Linked DNA regions of Bombyx mori: region 2 is linked to region 1. The links are chromatin contacts, called in public Hi-C maps. All regions are on one chromosome and are shown on one strand. Each heading gives the region's core, a stretch centred on a gene start, on an enhancer-like site or on the middle of the called end of the contact. The rest is flanking DNA. Distances are from core to core; before and after follow the strand shown. Region 1 overlaps LOC101743039 (protein patched). Region 2 holds the start of LOC101743039 (protein patched).

What was found. A called contact is a pair of places that touch in the nucleus more often than the background predicts.
Region 2: a contact with region 1 is called in a Hi-C map of whole pupa, with 2.2 times the contacts expected there. The contact joins the promoter of LOC101743039 here to the enhancer-like site in region 1. A contact is called at or near these places in 2 of 7 Hi-C or Micro-C datasets (both in whole pupa).

Annotation. Positions count from the first base shown.
Region 1 is chr5:13,386,123-13,392,639 of ASM3026992v2, forward strand. It overlaps LOC101743039 (protein patched), which reads right to left. Exons shown (of 16, transcript XM_004930019.5): 12 at 5,968-6,517; 13 at 5,122-5,304; 14 at 4,261-4,503; 15 at 3,048-3,374; 16 at 1,559-2,926. The coding sequence ends at 2,660. Among protein-coding and RNA genes, the nearest start is that of LOC101735565, 5.8 kb to the left of the region's middle. Within about 2 kb of position 3,194, at least 5 of the 8 cell types and tissues checked have open chromatin away from gene starts, as enhancers often do.
Region 2 is chr5:13,423,355-13,429,474 of ASM3026992v2, forward strand. LOC101743039 (protein patched) reads right to left here and starts at 4,744. Exons shown (of 16, transcript XM_004930019.5): 1 at 4,280-4,744. The coding sequence starts at 4,432.

The DNA.
Region 1 (6,517 bases), core at 1,944-4,443:
ACTTGTAGAAGTCGTTTTTGGAAATTATTCAATAGCATTGTGGATAGCAGTCAGCATTTAAATACTTATCACAACGCAAGATGTCATGCTTAAGATAAAACTCTATAAAAAGATCAATTACTGACGTTTACCTATGGAGGGTCCAGGTAAAGAGTAACAATATCCGTAATTTCTGTGAAAATTTATGCATTCAATGCAAAATGCATGTCAATGCGACCAATTAGGAAAGCGCTACCATAGCGAGTGGTGTCATTGCAAAGGTAGCGCCAAAAATTATTATAACTTAATATTATTAAATTTATGAATATTATTAAACTTTCCAACTCAGCAAATTTCACTCAGCCTACAGCACTGCTACATTCATATCATACTATAATCATACCGCTGGCAAGGTTAGAGGTGTTTTGGTGAGTTTTTCAGTCGTAGTTGACTGCTTACAGCTGGACACTTTTCCCCCATATTAGACAGTTCTTCTTTTTTTTTGTTGCTTAGATGGGTGGACGAGCTCACAGTCCACCTGGTGTTAAGTGGTTACTGAAGCCCATAGAGATCTACGACGTAAATGCGTAATGACGTAAAACAAACAATATTATATGGTTTTACACTGACAAATATAAATATTTAGTAAACAAGGAAAAATATAACAAAGAAAAGGCTTAGCTGATACCGTCCAGTGTGTGGGCATCGCTGCAATTCAGTAATCCTCGTTACCCTTTGGTGTTGTGCGGAAACTACAGCTTCACAAAATATCCGTGGGATATATAGTTTAAGCACAACAATATATTACATTGTGACCAAAAATAACGAAAAAACGTGGTCATATGTGTATACCTACATAAAGCTTATATTAATGCTTTTTATATCTAAGGATTTTTTGTATTTGTGTATCTTTTTTCTCTATTTTTGGAACAAAGCTTCAAAATGTTTCGAGCTTCTTCGCTATATTCGTTTACTTTAGTGGATTGAAAAGAAATAAAAAAAAATGGCGGGAGACTTTTTTTTCATTTTTGTTTCTAAAACGTCTATAATACCGAGATCGTATTTTATTTTCGCTTCGTATAACGCCACAGGTACTGAATTCAATTCGGCCGTGTCTTGTAGTTTCCGAACTTTAAAAAATAAGAACCACCTGGATCCATTTGGTAATCATCTGATAATCGTCTGTTAATTAAATTACATATAGCTTGGCAAATTAAACTTAAATTATTCTTTTACAACAATAACAAATGCATGTCATAAAAATAATATGAAGGACTAGCCCGCTGAATTTATTTCACCAGTTCTCGGGAATATGAGTTTTCAGGACTTATAATTCAGGACTTAAGGATTCATTATGTATCTCGCCCCGGGATAATGTATTAGTAGATGTCGCCGAAATGACTGTCGAGTCGTGTATCCTTGGAATGATTTGGCATCACTGATGCAATAAGAATATAGTCAGCGCGACAACTCTATTTCTTCTTGGGTCTAGACTACTTTGGTTTTCAAAAAATGGAAAGCTCGAATATTTTACGACAGACGGTTATGATGATTCTGAAAATCAAATAAAATTCCAAAGTATAATTCGATGTTGATTATTTCTCCAATACAGACATTTTCGTTGCATAGGCATTAAGAATAAATTAGAATTTCGTTTGTATGTAAATATTACGATATGATAAAATGAATCGGTACAAACATCGATATTGAAAATGTGCTTTGATCTTCAACAATTTATATCGTCGTCAAATTAAACAAAAAAAAAAGAGCAAATTGGTTTTTTTTTTTAAATCATATGATACAATCATTTGTTAATTTGTAAACTTATATATTCTAATAAACGCGTCACATTCTAACATCTAGTTTTTCGACAAAATGTCAGTACAAAAAAAATGTATAAAAATTAATGATACATTCGTATCCAAACGTCACTGGTTCGGCACATCATACGACTAAATACAGCTATATGTACATATTTACGTATCTACGTATAAATAATATATATTTACTCTACTAAGTACTTTGCACATTTGATTTCTCATTTTGTAATTTCACATTCTGAGGTAAGCGAATGTATCGGTTGTGTGTTCAACATTCACTCGCTATCCAGCACACGAAAATACTGTATATTCGTATTAAAAATGCAGTCTTTAAAGTTACAATTTTTACCTAAAGATCACAACGATACATTATGGATATTTAAAAAAAAAAACACTAAGTAATCTCATAAATAGCGACCTAAAACTAGTTTAAAACTACGTAAATAATTTGTACAATTAATCTGAGGCACTCCACAGATTCAGGTGTCGAAAATTAAAAAAAAAAAAAAAAAAACGTAGACGTAAAATAAATAATTAGCATAAGTTAATAATAATCGACCACAGTCTTTAGATAAATAAACATAACAAGAGCAACGGATGACGAAACAGAAATGTCTTTACAATAGGAACACACAAACGTTTAGATCTTCTACATAGTGGATATTTGGTTTAACAAGAGTTCGCACCGTTCAAATATCGAATCACAATGCGGAAGCACCAGCGCCGCCCTCTGTGGAATGTTTGCGGTACCGACCCGTACTCGACGCGTGCTGGGCTCCCACTGCGCACCGAACTTCATAGCCTCCGCGTCATTCAGGTACCAAGACCCAGTAGTATCTCTCTCCCTCTTTCTCTCTGTGTCAGTGGCGAGAGGAGTCGCTCTCGTGTCCGGAGTCGCGGCCGTTCTCCCGCGGCGACGCGCGATGCTCCCTCTCGTCTCTGTGCCGGTCTCTGCGGTCTCTCTCTCTCGATCTCTCGCGGTCTCTGTCTCTATCTCGGTCTCGGTCGCGGTCTCTGTCCCGATCGTCGTCGCGGTCTCTACGGCGGTCGTAATAGTGATAGGAGCGTCGAGTTTTCCTGTCGCTCGGCGTGACCACCTCCACTTTGATGTTTGCAGTGGCCGTCACCTGGAGAATAAACCAGACCATAATTATTAGTAGAAAGTACATAGTCCCACAAGTAAAGTGAAATATTCCGTTTGATTGCCGGGATCTACCTAACTAGGGAAGAGAAAGTGATAAAACTAACCTTGGTAGTGATGGCGCCCGTGTGAGTAGTCTTGGAGGTGGGAGTAGAGCGTCCGGAAGTGGAGTCACTGCCATTGTAGGTGGTGGTCTCGACGACGAGCTCTGGCTGCACTAGGATGGACTGCATGGAAGACTGTACGGAGGGCGCCGAGCTGTGCCAGCTTGGGGGCTCCTCGGTGATGGTTGTGAGGGAGGGCGCGGCGCGCGGAGGGCCCTTGCAGCGCGTCCGCTCGGCGGCGCCCCCCGCGCCCGCCCCCCGCCGCGCCCACACCGGCGACCGCACCGGGGACGGGGTCGGCAGCCGCTCGCCGTGCTCCAGCGGCCTCACCTGCACACGACAACAAATACTCTCCTTATTACTTGAGATTTTTGAGATAGTTTCAAAGTTTTGTTTGCTGTATCATCAAGGTGGGTGGCGCATTTACATTGTAGATGTCTATGGATTTTAGTAACCACTTAACACTAGGTGGACTGTGAGCTCGTCCACCCATCTAAGCAATAAAAAAAAATCTACATTTTAATCGATTTTCTTTATCTAGTATTCTTGATTCTTTCTAAGGTTTTGTTCATTATTTACAGCAAAAGAAGTTGTATTCGCATTGTTAGTGTTTATTATTAAGGCTTACTCAACCTTAGAAAGAGGATCGATACAAATATATACTAATATATAAATCTACAGTGGTTTTTACGGATGTTCCGTTATAACTACTGAACCATGCATCCGATTGACTTGAAACTTGGTATCCATGTAGAAAATACATTTACGTAATGGATAGCCTAATATTTATATAAGTGTTGGACTCCCTACACCAGTTGCGGGGGCGTTAATTATGAGAATTTTGTGGGGGTGAGAAATAATAACGTTAATTTTAAATGCCCAGCGAAGCGGAAGGGTGCAGCTAGTTTTAAGTCTCATTTCTATAAAAAGTAAATGGGAAACTTATGGGAAAAATATCATATCCGTTACAATACTTGTCATTTTAAAGTAATAATTAAACGTCTTTCTCCTTCAAAATACTTATTATTTTTCCATATTTTATTGATTACTGATGATAGTCATATAGGTAAAGATGAACTTATTGAAATACAGATTTATGCATGTAAGCAGTAACGTATACGAATACCAAAATTAAGAATTCTGTATATTTAAAAAAAATATTGTTAACTTAGTAAAAAAAAAATCACACTCTGTATATGTTTTTCAAGTTACACACCTCCGCGGCCGGTCCGAGTATCGCCAGTACAACCGGGAAGAACAGTAGACCGTCGACGAATCCCAGAACGATGAGAGCCAGTAGTAATTTCAGGAACAGTCTGGCGACGAAACCGAACTCGCTGGTCGCCAGCATCGACGCGGCCAGCGCGGCCGCGACGGCGCCGTGCACCACCGGCGCCAGCACAGACTCCAGCGCGAGCGAGGCCCGACGCCGCTTGCAACCGATCGACGTTACGAAGCCCTGTCAAAGAACACGTTCAATTCATTTAACGTCGACAAAAATACAATATAATTATATTTTTTTGTAAATTTTAATAATAGCTTATTTATCATCGGTCAATTTTCTCGGAACTCTAATATTAATTACTAACTATCACTAAATAATAGTTTGAAAAAAACTAACAAAATACGCTTTTATAGAAAATTCAACTAAAAGATAGAAAATAAATTTTATTAAATTTAAATTAAAAATAGTGTATGAAAAAAAGATTTTATTGTAAAAAAGCGTGGGGTGCATTATACAAGTAGTTATAAATAATTTATGAACAAATATGAGTAGAAGGGTTATTTTGATAATATCCTGAAAAGTGGCCCACGCTTTTTTACAAACTTTTTACACGTTTTTTTAAACTATTATTTATTTTTCATTTTTTAAGTGAATATCAATTTTTCACTCTTTTTCAGTTTTTTTAAAATATGGAATTTAAGTATACCAAATTTCGAGTTAATCCGACGTTTTGAAGAGGGTCAAAATCATGTTCAAAGATTCCGTTACAAACATACATACATACGTCTGAAGCTAATAAAATTAAAAATAACATAAATGGTCATACGCAAATATAAAGGTCAATGAACTCACCAAGCACAAATGGACGGTGAAATGCACTCCTCGACCGATGGCCAGTACAAGTAGGACTGCCGGTATGGCGGACAGCTTAATGCCAAGTAGCGCCATCGTGCCGAGCAACTGGAGCACCAGCACAGCCAGCGCGAGCGTCACGAGCACCGCCGCCCACACGTTCAGCAGCAATACCATTACAGCCTGAAAATAATCGTAGGCTTTTAATTTAGATCATTATGATAATTTCGACAAAGTAATTATTTAAGCCCAAATGGGGTAAAATGAAATTTTGGGGGGTAAAAATAAAACTTTTGTGATTAAAAAGTATATATTGAAGTGAAACTTCTTTAGAATCTTTAAATTTTTAGTTATTGTTTTCTTTTCGAAATAAATATTTTGGGGTAATAATTTAAAAAGTTCCCGGACCGCTGATTTAACACATCACTAACTGACTCGGTGGTGCAGAAGTTTGCGGCTCTGACTATTTGCGCTGAGGGCCTTAGGTTCGATTCCCACATCGGGCAAACAGTTTTGTTTACCCATTGTTTGGGTGTGTATTATCTATATATGCATATATTTAAACAACACAGGGAATCCTAATTTGGGGCCGGATGACCGTGTGTGATTTGTTCCCAGTTATTTATTTGTTTATTATTATTAAAAATGAAATACTTATTTTTGTTAGCTAAGCATTTGTTGTATTAACAAGTTCGTACTTCCGCCGACTGACCGCTCTCGCGTCAAATCAGAGCATTGACCCAGCGCGTACTTCATTGCGGATATAAATCGCGAATCATTTGTTTAATAATGATTTTATCAGGAGCATACGTTTTAGATAATAGCATAAAATTTTCCTGAACTTACCACAAACACAGCAGACAGGGCGCAAGCGAGGGCCAGCGATAACGACGTTCTCAGATACAGATACTGCTCCCAAAACAGGAAAGGAATACCAGACGGGAAATTGGACAATCCCTTCGCTTCGAACTTCAAGCACAGCTCCCTGACGGACGTTATCAAAGCCTTTATACTCTCCGTGTCACTTAACCCTGCCAGGTAAAAGGGCAGCTGGGTATAAATCAAGGGAGACGACTTGGGTATTTCCAGGTCCATGTCGCTAGAAGAGTGCGTCCATTTTTTCGGTTGCGGTTTCAGATTGCCTTGTGACGCTCCGTAGGCCAACGCGTCGTTTGTGGCCCAAGCCGACAAGTAGTTGTAGAACGCGTCCGTGTTGATGATGCCGTCTTTGCCCACAAGTCTATGGCCGCTCGCTCTGTCCGCGGTGATCAGTGACTTGTCGATGGGAGTGTCCACGTGACCCGTCTGCACCATGAGTTTGTATGCTAAAATGGCCTCGTCGCTTGCGTTTTTGCACCAGTACTCCTGAGTGATGCAGCCGCTTTCCACTTCTTTA
Region 2 (6,120 bases), core at 3,494-5,993, 39 kb after region 1:
TAATTTGTTTGTACAAGTTCATGGTCCATCTAGTGTTGTGTGGTCACAGGTGTCGATAGACACGGAACAAGTATGCTACCTCGAAACACGAGTTTCAGAGGGGCGAGCTCGAACGATTATTAAAAAAGTATTCGTGTAGCTTTCGAGAAAAAAATTATAGGATTTAAACAGCGACCTCTACCGTCCGTAAAAATAATTAATTTACTTACATTCGTTTCGCCATGAGAACAAACGAGTCCGTTCTAAGGCAGCTAGACATCCGAAAAAGGCACTCTTCCACCTGCCGGGAACGTGTTATGAGCTTCTTCGGACACATCATGCGGTCTCCCAGACATGAATTAGAGAAGCTCATAATTACGGGTCGCATAGAGGGCAAGCGCGCCGTGGACAAAACACCAGCCAGATGGTCAGATCTAGCAAGAGAAGCACTTGGTGGTAGTCTGCACCATGCAGTCCATGCCACCCATGACCGAGCACATTGGAAGTACGTCGCATGTGGTCGCGATCCTCAGTAGTGAGGGAACGATATAGAAGAAGACATTCGTTTCGCAATCGCATCGTCACGTTCTCGAAACTCGAAACTAAAACTCTTAATCGAGAGCACGAAAATTGTTTTGACACACGTTAACGTAAATCTCGAAGGCTGGCTATCGAGTACTACCGTCCATGCCCTAATGTAATGATCCGTTTTCGTATCGAGAACTCGATACATTTACATTACCGATTCGATAGATTTTCGTGCTTGAGGTACTATTCTATTGTATAACGGCTGTTAGACTTTTCAAATCGGAACGCTGGACTAATTTGCGGTAGATAAGCACGAAGATGGTACGTACATACACAAACTATAATTTCTAAAGATTTCTTAGGCGAGAAATCACTTTGTATTAACAACATTGTCCGAAATTTGTTTGTTAATTCATTATGAAAATCAAGAAAGAATCAATCAAACATTTTCAGAGAGTAGGGCGAGGATTAACATTTATACAAACAAACAGGTTTGGGCGCCCATATAGTTTATACTTCATATTTCAGAAGTAGTCCACTTAGGACTGATGTTTTTTTGTTTTTTTTGCCCTTGTAGGCAGACGAGCATACGGCCCACCTGATGGTGAGTGGTTACCGTCGCCCATGGACTTCAGCAATGACAGGGGCAGAGGCAAGTCGCTGCCTACCGCTTAATACTCTCCACAAGCCTCATTTGAAGAAGGACATGTCATAGCGCTCGGGAAACACCGTGGAGCTCCCCTCCTCATTCCATAGCCGGATGGTACGTGGCAAAAAAGACCTCTGGAAACGCACTGTGGATGAACGTAGTGGCTCCAGGTAGTATGGATGAACTCTACTCCGGTGGCGGGCGGCGCGATGGTAAAAACGAGATGCCGGTATCATCTCGAATAATTCCTCAGAGCACTCCCCATGGAACATACGGTACAAAATACAGAGGGAACCGGAGTCCCTCCGCAGGCCCAGAAGTTCCAACCGATCCGTCCGATCCGATCCGATCTTGCAAGCACTATATAAAAATATTTATGTGGTTATAAATAAAATAAATCTTAACCGTCATTGGAAATACAGAAGGCTATTGGTCACTTAACAAAGCATCACCACGATGGACCGACCAGATCCAAGGTACTAACTGAGTTTCTCGGGTGCTCTCTGCGAAGCACTATTCTTGCTAGGGGCAATATTAGCAAATTCTCTCTGGTTGAGCCCGTAGCTCACCTATCCATTCGCACGTAGCTGGAATAACCCTCAGGCTAGCAATGAATAAGTAGGGACAAAAAAATTCAAAGTGAAGAACCAGCTCAAAAAATCTACGATTCTGTGAGTTACGCATTGGACCGGAATCGATGGCGACAATGTTCGTGCCAGAATGATCAAAGAACCACGACCATGAATCACGATGGACGCAATAACTGAGATAAAGTAAATGACATTTTATTTGTTTACGTTAATTAGGTATATTTCATAACGTTAATAAATTTTGTCGGATTATCGAAAAATCAGCTTCATAAATCAATATTGCGAAACTTCGTTTTTTTTGTTTATAAATAGGTATTCGATTCTATCTTGACATCTGCCACTGAAGACGGTGAGTAATCGAGGGTAAAATTGTTGAATGTGTAATCGTGCGTGTACATATAGCCACGTGTGGTGGCGCTCAAAGGCCTGCACGACGGTAACAGAATATCCTAGTCATTCGACACCAGAAGCAGGAAAATAATTTGCGGTTTAACAAAGCAACTTCGATTAGCTACCCATGTTTGTGGTTGCGGCGATTAATGATTATCCGTATTTTCAATTGCTTCAGTTATATTTTTAATCTTTTTTTTTTAATTTTTTATGGAATGGGTGGACGAGCTCACAGCCCACTTGGTGTTAAGTGGTTACTGGAAAACGTAAATGCGCCACCCACCTTGATATGTAAATTCTAAGGTCTCTCAGTATAGTTACAACGGTTGCCCCACCCTTCAAGCTGAAACGCATTACTGCTTCACGGCAGAAGTAGGCGGGGTGGTGGTACCTACCCGTGCGGACTCACAAGAGGTCCTACCACCAGTAAAAAATCGAATTCTAAAAACTAAGTTTTTTTTATTTTTCATTACTTAAATTAGAGAAGTGCCGCGTTTAGAACGTTGGTGTATAAATAAATAAGAGTCAAAATGGCAGTTTTCTGAGAAAATCTCGAAAAGACCGTAATTACTTATATGATCAAAAGAAAACAGTCTGTCCAAAAAAGAGAGCCTTCAAAATTGTAGATGTGAAGTCATTTATAGGTCTCCGGTGCAGCTGCCGATCGCCTGCAAGCGTAATGTTTGGACGAAGAGAAAAGATATATGGGAAAAACTGGTTGAAACGAGACAAAGTGTAAATCTTAAAGAGAAGGACAGAATTATCTCGATTAGCGAGCAAGAAAAGGACGCGAGATCGGAAACCACAAGATGTCTCAATTCCACGAGGCGAGCTCTGTGCGGTCTTGTCAGATTCAGGAATACGTAGAATAGCGTTTATTCTTTTCCTTTTTGTAATCTGTTATTTACCGTACGATATTGTTACTGTTTATTATGAATCATGTTTAATTTATATTGGTTTACAATATTATTTTTGTTTCCATTGAAAATTGCCAACTTAAGACTTTAAAATTTTTGTTATTCTCAGTCGTAATATTTTTAATCGATTTTAATTGTTAGAAGAAAAAACATATAACCCGCAACTTATATGTTTCTTGCTTTAATGTTAGGGTATATTATTAATTTAATAATTAGAATAATTTAATAACAAGAATAGTTGATTATTAAGTATCAATTCATTCTCTATTCGCTTTATGCGGTCCGCGTTGATGTCTCTATCGGCGCCGATGCTCTGCGCGTGCGCAGCCCCTTGCTCGTCTTGTACCCGCTGCGCCTTAATTGCTTCATCTTGCATGCGACCGATCAAGTTCCTACATTTTAAGGTATCACTTATTCGTATGTTACACAGTGAAGCCATATTTAAAATATCAGCTGTCCGTTGAATAAATTGTTGTTTTTGACATCTGTTATTTTTTTTATTGTTGTAACACAGGTATTTTTGAAGTGATCTTAGAAAATACAGTGGTTTGCAAGCTTTTTCATTTAAAAACTAAGACCACCGTCGCGCAGGGACGACCTTATCCTTCTAGGAAAGCGGGCTACCTTCCCCGAACTCACTCGGTATTTTAAAACATTTTTTAGATTAACACGATCTTGCGCCTCGTGAGTGATATTAGTATGGGTTTTAAAAAATTACATTTTAATGAACAAAAATTAGAGCATAAACGGTCATGTTTAAGAAGTTATAATTTAATAAGTCCGCATCATATAATTATGTAGTATATGGCTGTGGTATCACTAATTATGTATAAGAAATGTATATTTATATATTAGATATATATTTTTCAAAACAAATATTGGAATGAAAAATCTTATGGCTGTTTATAAGCCACAAAATCATAAAAACTCATAGATTCGTTCAATTTCAAATGTAATAGATAAATTAATAAGATATTTGGAACTCATTGATCAAAAACATCTTTGGTAATCTTAATTCTTTTGATTGTAGAAAACTATCATTAACTTGCAGTTTACTGCAAAATGCGCGCGTTTTAGGTTTTGTACCACTGACACTAGTTGGCGCTGTTTCTTTGCATAGTTCCTCAAACGCGATTGGTATTCGCAGAAAAACAATCACACGTGCAACATGACAAGTAAAATTCAGCACAAAATTTCAAAGTAATTCAGTTTTATTGACACAACACCTTTTCGAGTTCAGAAAGTGCTAGGGCAGCGTCTATCCAGCTGGTGCGTATGTAGAGATCGGCGCTGTGGCGCGCCTCAGCGGCAGAGGGACTCTCCTGTGTACTAGATACTATCCGAGGATTCGAAGGAGCCTCGGAATTGGGAGCCACCATGATCTCGGGGCCAAACTTGTCACCAGTATCCTCATGAAGACGGCCGGAGTCCGTCTGGCGGCGCACGCTGTCATATCACTTGCCGCCACATAACCACACACTGCACACTCGAATACGTCACTTTAAATCAAAACACTAATCATTCGAACACAAAACAACACAGAGTTTCATTACAAATAATACGGAGCGCGCTTGCGTGTTACCAGCTGCACGGCTCGAGCGACACTGAATCATGCCACTTCACTCTACGAACGAATGCGTAGACTGGACTGAATATTTGTCGAGCCGCCATTATTGTTGGTTGTTGGATTCGTAATGTTGCCGTCCTGCGACACGAAGGCAACCGAAAGCTGGCGAAACAGTCCGAAGCTCCCAAATCAAAGACCACACACGTGATATACCTCTCTCTCTCGTGTATATCAAGAGGGAGGAGGTCAGAAGTGGACTGTAGTGAGAGGTTAAAGCCGGCAAAATAAAAACATTGAATGAAGCCGTAGCTGACATGTCATCAAGTAATGATCTAAACATTAGAAACGATCTCAATGTTTAACTTTAAGTACTCACAGTTGAAATAGATATTGATCAACAAATTTTAGTTTTATCGACAACATAGTTAAAAAAAATGGAAACAATAAAGAACAATACCCTAATAAAATGTTATGATAGTGTAATTTTGCAGACTGCTTAAATGTCAATTTAAGTCGTCAATTCTTTGAAGCTCATGTTTACTTGGATTTTATATAACATTATGTTCCTACAATTATCACAAAGAGAACGTTTGTTAGTTAAATATACAGTCAATGGTATACAGATAATAAAGAGGATCAAACATTCAAAGGCACCATATTATTTTGTTTACAGAGTTTTCTGACTAAAAAGTTAGACGAGCGCGACCCTGACCGTACCACGGGCGGCCCTTTGATGTTACCGACATAAAACGCCGCCGACGGTGATTTAACTAATGAATTTATTTAGCGGCCGCATTGAACTGAGCGATCGCCACCCTGTCCTTTGGAACTCATCGTCCGTGAAACGTAATCAGATACAAAGTAGCTATTACTAATTCCAAAGATTCTAGTCCTAACCACAAACATTTCACATTGAATACTCTTCTCTTGTATTTACAGAATTCAGGCTGATTTATGGATACCTATAACTTTATACCTATGCCTATACCTTTCTACCCTCGATTTTTTTTATTGCTTAGATGATTGTACGAGCTCACAGCCCACCTGGTGTTAAGTGGTTACTGGAGCCCATAGACATCAACAACGTAAATGCACCACCCACCTTGAGATATAAATTCCTAAAGTCTCAAGTATAGTTTCACCGGCTGCCCCACCCTTCAAACCGAAACACATTACTGCTTCACGGCAGAAATAGGCAGGGTGGTGGTACCTACCCGCGCGGACTCACAAGAGGTCCTACCACCAGTAAATCATTCGATTTGTTTATTATAAGAAAAAAGTATAGCCGAGCCGATGGACTCACTTTGTCCCGTTTCAATTTGAATGTGCAGCATAAGTTAGTTGCATTTAAAACAATGCGTTCCTCAGTTTTGGGAGCACGCTGACTGAATTTAATTTGCTGAAATTCAAAGTTTCTTATTATTAGTATGCGACTACTCCTACCGTTTCTAGGTAGGCATCTAGCTCCTATGTGATCGCAATCTTTAAATAGACAAGTTA